Linked DNA regions of Mus musculus: region 2 is linked to region 1. The links are chromatin contacts, called in public HiChIP or PLAC-seq maps. All regions are on one chromosome and are shown on one strand. The core of a region is the stretch at or near the end of the contact, and the rest is flanking DNA. Distances in the headings are between cores, read along the strand shown. Region 1 holds the start of Septin8 (septin 8). Region 2 overlaps Kif3a (kinesin family member 3A).

What was found. HiChIP or PLAC-seq counts read pairs in DNA pulled down with a chosen protein or histone mark.
Region 2: a contact with region 1 is called in an H3K4me3 HiChIP or PLAC-seq map of the SCID.adh cell line, with 16 read pairs. The contact joins the enhancer-like site here to the promoter of Septin8 in region 1. A contact is called at or near these places in 1 of 39 promoter capture datasets (the C10 cell line), 1 of 15 datasets of contacts at CTCF or cohesin (CD8 T cells), 4 of 484 Hi-C or Micro-C datasets (the G1E-ER4 cell line, the HL-1 cell line, embryonic stem cells and 1 more), 7 of 115 datasets of contacts at active chromatin or transcription factors (the SCID.adh cell line, embryonic stem cells, memory CD8 T cells and 2 more) and 4 of 9 other capture datasets (adipose tissue, embryonic tail, liver and 1 more).

What each region holds. Positions count from the first base shown.
Region 1 is chr11:53,517,666-53,521,368 of GRCm38.p6, reverse strand. It overlaps Septin8 (septin 8), which reads right to left and starts at 1,633. Exons shown (of 10, transcript NM_001347496.1): 1 at 1,330-1,633. The coding sequence starts at 1,359.
Region 2 is chr11:53,589,164-53,592,866 of GRCm38.p6, reverse strand. It overlaps Kif3a (kinesin family member 3A), which reads right to left. Exons shown (of 18, transcript NM_008443.4): 10 at 2,142-2,150. Among named protein-coding and RNA genes, the nearest start is that of Kif3a, 24 kb to the right of the region's middle. Within about 2 kb of position 1,831, at least 29 of the 459 cell types and tissues checked have an H3K27ac peak or open chromatin away from gene starts, as enhancers often do. A contact at or near this core is called in CD8 T cells, the G1E-ER4 cell line and the SCID.adh cell line, where this site is marked.

The DNA.
Region 1 (3,703 bases), core at 384-2,883:
CCTTCTGGTCGGCTAAGCACAGAAAACACAGCGTCAGACAGGCACACACACACACACACACACACACACACACACACACACCCCTTTTGGTCTCCATCCACTAGGCAGGTTTATAAGGACTCAGCTGTTTTCCTGCAGTACATAAATTCCATTTTACGTACTGCATTTCACGCCGCGGGAGTGAAGTGGACCTTGGTTTGGCCCAGCCTCTGCATCTGTTACCCATGAAGTCAAACTTACTTAACAGACACACAGCCCCCTCCCCAAGGGGCACAGAACACACCAGTCTACACATTATGAAAGCTCCTGCTTTGTTATGCATATTCGCAAAGACCAACAAATGTATTTTCAGATTAAAGAAGAAATTTGCATATATAAATTCAGATGACAGTATTTATAGCAAAATTACATAAGTCCTGGCTCCCTTATTTAGCCCCAGAACCAATTCGTTATCGGTCACACATTCAGAATTCTCCCTCCCTCCAACAGCCCTGGGCCCTCCTCCACCTCCTCCCTCTCTTCCCCTCCTCCCCTTCCAGTCGACCAGGGCCTCACATGCTGGCAAGAGGACACAGCTTCCTTCACCGTCACAGCCTAGCCTCCCAGACACACCCAAATCCAGCCTTAGACACCAAGAGTGCAGACAACCCCCAAAAGGCCTCCCTCCGCATGCTATAGCCTGGCTCAAGTCCACAGACACCCCCCTTAGGACCACCAAGGGGCGTCAGCCTAGAGAGAGGCAGGTCCAGACTGGGGCCCAAACAAACACTCAATGGTTTGGATCTGGAATCACTTCAGCTCCTGGGAATGGCTGCCGCAGAGCCAGAGCCAACCACTGAGGCCCTGGACCTGTCTGGAGTCGCACCCAGGATCCAGGTTCCCGGGAGGGCAGTGGAGGAGATGAGCAGCGAGCCTGGGTTCTTCCAACCCAAAGTCTGCAACTCCCCTGAGCTCTTTCTGGAATGTGTGTGTGTGCTGGGGGGTAGAAAAATCCCTGGATCCCTGGGGCTCCATCCTCACTCTTTGCACCCAGATAACAGCACCTGCGCGGCAAAGGCAAGTACCCAGAGGTGCAGGAACACCCTGGGAGAGAAGAGTCGGGGGCGTCCGGGATCCTCCCCTCTGGACACGAGTCTTGTCTTCACACCTGCCCCGATCAGCCCAGATCTTGGCTTCTTCCCGCGAAAGAGCTCACATCGCGCGAAGCCCAACACTCTGAGACACCCTCCCGGGGTTAGCTCCCGGGTCCCGGGGTTCGAGGCCCCGCCGCGCGGTGCTGACAGCCCGCCTCGCGCCCCCTCCCGTGCCCCTGCGCGCCACAGGCCTCACCGAGACGCGTTCCAAGTCGGTGGCCGCCATGGCGAGCTGCGCACCGGGCGGGCGGGTTGCGGGGAACGCCGGGGCCGCGGCGGGGATGAGCCGGCTGCGGGACGCGCTCCGCCCGGGCGGCTGCGGCTGAATGGATCCAATATGGCCACTTCCTGGAAACTCCCCTTGGCGGCGGCGGCGGCGGGAGAAGCCGCGGAGCCGGCCCCGCCCCCGCCCGCGGGACCGGCCTCCCTACCCGGCTCGGCCCCAGCACAGCGCACTCCCCGCGGCTGGGACCGACGGGGGTCTCCGCGGCTTGGCAGGAGGTACTAGCTGCGGGTGCTGCTGGGACTTGTAGTCTGTGAGGTGGGGGGCCCGGACTGCCACGTCTGGGGGACCCGGGCCTCTCCGAGGCCTGCTGAGTGTCCCTTGGAAGCCAGATTAGTGCATAGCACAGAGGGGTGCTACGTGTGCCCTGGGAGTTCTGCCTCCAAGCTGACTGTCTCTACAGGAACCTGCAAACGCACTGGGACCACCGATCGGATGGTTCATGCGCTGCAGGTCCGAGAGAGATCCCTCAGCCTCTTCTGCCTGTGCCATAGGTCCCACCTGATGCTCTAAGCTGGAGCTAGGGCGGGAGCCCTGGGCTGGACCGGTGCATCCTGCCAGGCAGCCTTTGGCTCCTTGCGCAATGATGAACCGGAGAAAGATGCAGTTTGGGAAGCGGACTCGACATCTATGCGCAGCATACTGCTAGTGATCCTCACCCTGCTTGTCCCACGAGTTTGGAGTTATGGCATTATGCAGAGAGGAACTTGGTTCTCACAGTACGCACATCTTCGCCAACCATACCACTCAAAAAAAAACCTACACAAACGTCTCAAGAGGCTCCGTAAACTTTTTCAGTGACTACAAGATCTAGCTCGCCCCGTCTTCTTTTCCCTGCCTTTCCCTAAGGTCTCCCTGATAGTAAGGCAAACTTTGCCTCTGTCCCTCCACTACCCACGAATGTGCATCCCACCCCCAATATCTTCTTGAGAAACAACCCTGTCCTCCCCTCAGTGGAAACGTATGCCTGCTGGAGGTATCTGGAGACCACATCTGGACTTGGCACACCCCGTGCTGTGGAACACTTCCTGTCCCCTCCATAGAGTCAGTCTCTCTCTCTCTCTCTCTCTCTCTCTCTCTCTCTCTCTCTCTCTCTGAAGAGAGAAGAAGCTTTTCCCTTCTTTCTTTACAAACCATGTCTTGTCTCCAAGGTACCCAGCTGAAGTATCTTGGAGTTCTTAACAGTGTTTTTATTTTGTTGGATGCTCCACCGTGCTGTTGTTCCTTGTACGTTCTCTGACAAGAAATGTGGCCCCGTGCAGCTCAGTTTGGTAGAGTGCTTGCTCGCTAGCGTGCAGGAAGCCCTGAGTTCTGTCCCCAGCACTGCATAAGCCAGATGTGAGGGGCACATTTATAATCCTAGTATTTGGAAGTTAGAGGCAGGACAGTTCAGAGTTCTAGTCATCCTCCATTATAAAACAAAATGGAGGCCAGTCTGGTGACCCCCCCCCAAAGAAAGAAACAAGACACCCCCCAAACAAACAAGCAAACAAACACCTGGGGTCACAGCACAGTGGTTAGAGTGGGGAGGTGGATTAGTGATGAACTTTCCTGTTTGAATCACATCCCACACCCAGCTTCTTAACCTTACTATGAAAGCTACTCTTCTGATGGCGTGTATCCATGAGCCAGCAAGGTGGCTCAGCGGGTAAAGTTGCTTGCCACCCAATCTGATGGCCTGAGTTCAATCCCTGGGATCTACACAATGGAGAGAACTGGGTCCCTCAAGTCTCTGAAAATGAAGAAAAACAAGCAAGGGGCTTTAAATTGTGATTGGAACCCATTGTTTGCTAGTGTCTCCTCTAGCCCTAATGTCTGACCCCGGGAGTGCATGGGAGAGCATGCGGAGTGCATGGGGAGAGCATGCGGGGTTGAGGATTCCATCATCTGAAACAGTTGCTGCAAGGAAACATGCAAGTTTCTCCTCGCTGCCTTTTTCTTTCTCACTCCTCCTTGGCCTTAGACTACCTTCTAAATGGCCTTTCATTTCCACTCGAGTGTTATTTCAAAACATCCACTTAGTTTGGTGTGGTGGCACTCACCTTTAATCCCAACCAGACAGATCCTGTCTCAAATAAAAAAGAGGAAGGATGGAGAGACGGCTCAGCAGTCTTTTAGAAGACCCATAGTTTCCAACATCCAAATCGTGGGGCAGCTTACAACAGCATGTCACTCCAGATGCAGGGGTGTCTGATGCCTCTGGCCTCCTTGGGCACACACACACACACACACACACACACACACACACACACACACCAGGGAGACTGGTGACTTCCCTCTCTTGAGA
Region 2 (3,703 bases), core at 582-3,081, 71 kb before region 1:
AGGCTAAAAAGCAGCTTCCAACTGACAGCAACGTCCTAATGTGTGCAGACAGATGCAGCTTGCTCACACGAAGTTCACCAGTGAATCTCAAAGTCATGAAGTTATATGAAAACAAATAACAAAGAAAACAAGCGCTACCTCAGTGGTTCTGAAACTGAGCAAATGACAATTCATTTGTGGTTGATGCAAGTTCTTAGAATTGTGTTCCTTCAGAACAACAAGCGTTTCAGAGAACTGTCAGGCCTGAGGCTCTCCTGAAAGCTTGTCATTCTCTACTTCCTTCCCAAGGGACAAGGACAGAGGATGATAAACTAATACCTCTACCCCAAATCCAGCCCTCCTGCTGAGAAGGAAAAGGAACCGAAAACCAATGGCAAGGGGACTACAGATCTAAGCAGACTCTTGCAGGAGCCGTGAAAGGCAGGACCATGCATAGGCTTTTTCAACTCTTACGACAAAATCACATTAGGAATTCAAGAGTTGAGCGGCATCGTTCCTTCTTCAGAACCAAAGACTAAAGCAAAATCTAAGCACAAACCAACGAGGAGCTCAGAGCTGGGACCCAGGGGCTGGGGTGGTGTGATTCACTGCACTCTGGGCCCGAGGCGGCCTGGGCCTAACGGCACAGCCATCTGCTTTGAACCTTCAGAATTATGCTGTACAGAATAGTCTTCACAAACAATTGAATTCTTACTCCCAATGAACTCCATGAAAAGACTTTCTATCAGCAATAATTTATTAAAAATTTGAGAAGAAAAGTCTAAGCTCAGGTTTACAGGAAGTACATACGCCTTAGATCATGTAACTTCCACCTCAGGGTTACAAACATTTAGAGAAAAATGGTAAATACGTTAAAACAAAAACAGCGTGTGTGGAAGGCCTGGGTACTAAGATCAGAGATGAGGTGTGCAGGTCAATATGGGAATGTAATTTTGGACTCATAGTGTTTTGTCTTGCTAATAGTTATAAACAGCTCCAAAAAACCCATTAGGAGGCAGTAATACAAAACAGGGCTGCATAGGAAGATGTATAAATGCTGTCTGTTGCTGAGGTGATTGTCTTACACAGTGATCCCTCCAAATCCGTGCTTTAGATGCAAGCGCCTCACCGTGCTCAAGAGGGTTTCATGAAGACACTGAGCACACAGCTAGGGTCAGTTCAAAGGTCCACACATTCAAGTCCCATGTGGCTCTAGCCAGAATCACTGTGACAAGTCACATTATTTTTTTCAAGTAATACTTTAAGCTAAATGTGACTGTGTAAAAATTTGGTGACCAAGAGTAACTTTTACATAGATCTTTAAGGAATAAATTTGTATCCCGTGCTCCCCTAGATATAAGCCTTAGCTTCCAGTAGCCTGCTCTCCACTGGGGGATGCTGTGAGGAGCCTGAAGCAATCTGCCTTCTGTGCCCTCAATGGGTACTTGGACCGCTCCAATGGCATAAGAGTCTACATATGCTTCTGAAGAGATTTTTTTTTTAAAGGAGATGGGGGCGTAGCTCAGTGCTTGGCCACCATGTGCAAAGCCCTGGGCTCATTCCCGGGACCACACGCAGTTTCACCAACCAAATCAATTAAAAAACAAAACAAAACATCGACCACAAAACCTCCAGAAGGTTTGGAAAAACCCAACCTCAGAAACTTTTCTAGTTTTCACTGATAAAATTTAGCACAAAAAGTTTAAGTAAATAAATCTAAAAAGGCATGTTGTGAGTATAAAAAGTATTTAGCTAAGTCAAAGAGAAGTAGTGAGCCTTCCAGTGCCCTGTCTGCCAGGGGCCACCGAAGTGAAGGTGACCTGATGGGGTGGGCATGGGTAGAGCTGCAGGAAGTGACAACCCGACTAATGTCACATGTGTCACAAGAACCCATGGTGTAGGCAATAAAAACTGACTCTTGGCCTTCAAAAGAGGAGGAAAATGCTGTCAAATCAGGTACAAGTACATTTTCAAAAACTGACTTAATAGGTCTTTAAGGATTTAGGGGAGAAGGCTTTTAAAATAGCTAAAATGGAATTGTTTTAAAAAGACAGATACTTACCTTGTAAAAATTATTAAAATAAAAAAGTCAAGTACTTAAATAAAAGGTCTTGAGAAAATGAGTGAGCGCACCAGGTGAAGTGCCAGCCAATCACACCAACCTGCTTGGTCTTGCAAAGCAGCGGTAAGGTAAGCGAGCCGCAGACAGGAAGCGTGTGCACAGAGATGGGGAGGGAAGAGAGGAAAACATTATTTCCTTTGTAAAACAGAGAAAACGTGTAACAGCACTCATTTAGCACGAGCACAGACATGAATCAAATAATCAAAACTGAAACAGAGCCGACAGAAAAAAGAAAGCATGTTCGTTCGGTAAGACAAGCACGAATGCTAGCCTCAGTTCACCCTGTGGTTCCCGCGCAATCTCAGGTGCCCACAGCGCCCCCTGCAGGTGGTACCGCTCAGAGCATGTGCTTATGCTGATGGGTGACAGACATGGAATTGGGAACCTGCTAAGACCTGGAAAATAGCTAGAAGGGCAAACGAAGTCAATTTTTAAAATTAGTAAATTAAAAGTAGCAAAGCTCTCATTGTCCATTTCCAAAATTTCCCAATTCAATGTTTTTTCTTCCTATATAAAAACCCATTACAGGTGTCCCCCATTTAAAGAAAATCTACCAGGTAGACCTGAAGCAACAAAATAGATAAACTAATTTACAGTAGTTTATACTGATCATGTGACTAACAAAAGGATTAATGAATTTTAAAGGCATTCAGTTCATAATATTTTATTTTCCAACTTGATTTGTAAGCAGCTCTAGTTACATAAAATGAAGTGCACCTGTATAGTAGCAAACTCCCATTCCGCCTATGGTGGATTGTTCTGGGTACTTAACGACTAGAGAAGAAAATGACAACTGATGATTCAAGCAAGGGACACTGAGCGGCCATTTGCATTTTTTAATGGGAGGGGGCATACACACAGTTAACACAGCACCCACATGCTCTCCACTCCCCAACACATCCATGTTACAACAACAGAAAGTAAGTGTTCACTATGCAAACAGCAATTAAAGCTTCTTGAATTGGAAAGAAAGGTCTTGAATTGAATAAGGTACAACTCATTTCACAACCCACTTTCATGTAGCTACTCTCTAAGAATGTAAGTTTTAGAACAGAAAACTGGAGAACAATGCTGCTGCCTGCTCAGGTACTTCTCTCACTTCACAGTTTATACACAAAACTGTGCTTCTATGTGATGTCTGAACAATGCCGTGCATTTTATAAGTTATCCGGGGAGGTCAGCTCTTCTGGTAACTTGCTTCTACAGTGTCACAGACACAGTGTCTTGAGATTCTTGAACTATTCCCTAGTACAGCTGAAAGCAACGGTCTCTGCCATTAGTCTGGAGCAGGTAAGGATACAGATAATGCTTTAAGAGACAGCAAGCTGCGAGCGAGCTGGGGAAGCAAGCATGGCTTCCATTTTCTTCTGAAAGTAGAAATAGACAAAGGTACATAGCGCTTTTCAACTTAATGGTTTATAATAAAATCTCAGTCTGAAGTAAGTCTGGACCGAGTTTATGAACTCTGTGACTGAGTTTTCTAATCACATCTCAGAGTCTTAAAAAGGACCTGGTACCGTAGCAGGGAAGCATGTGGTTGGCATGAAGCACCACTCAGGCTTCTCTCTCCGCCTCGGGCTTCACACATCGCTTTATCTGGAG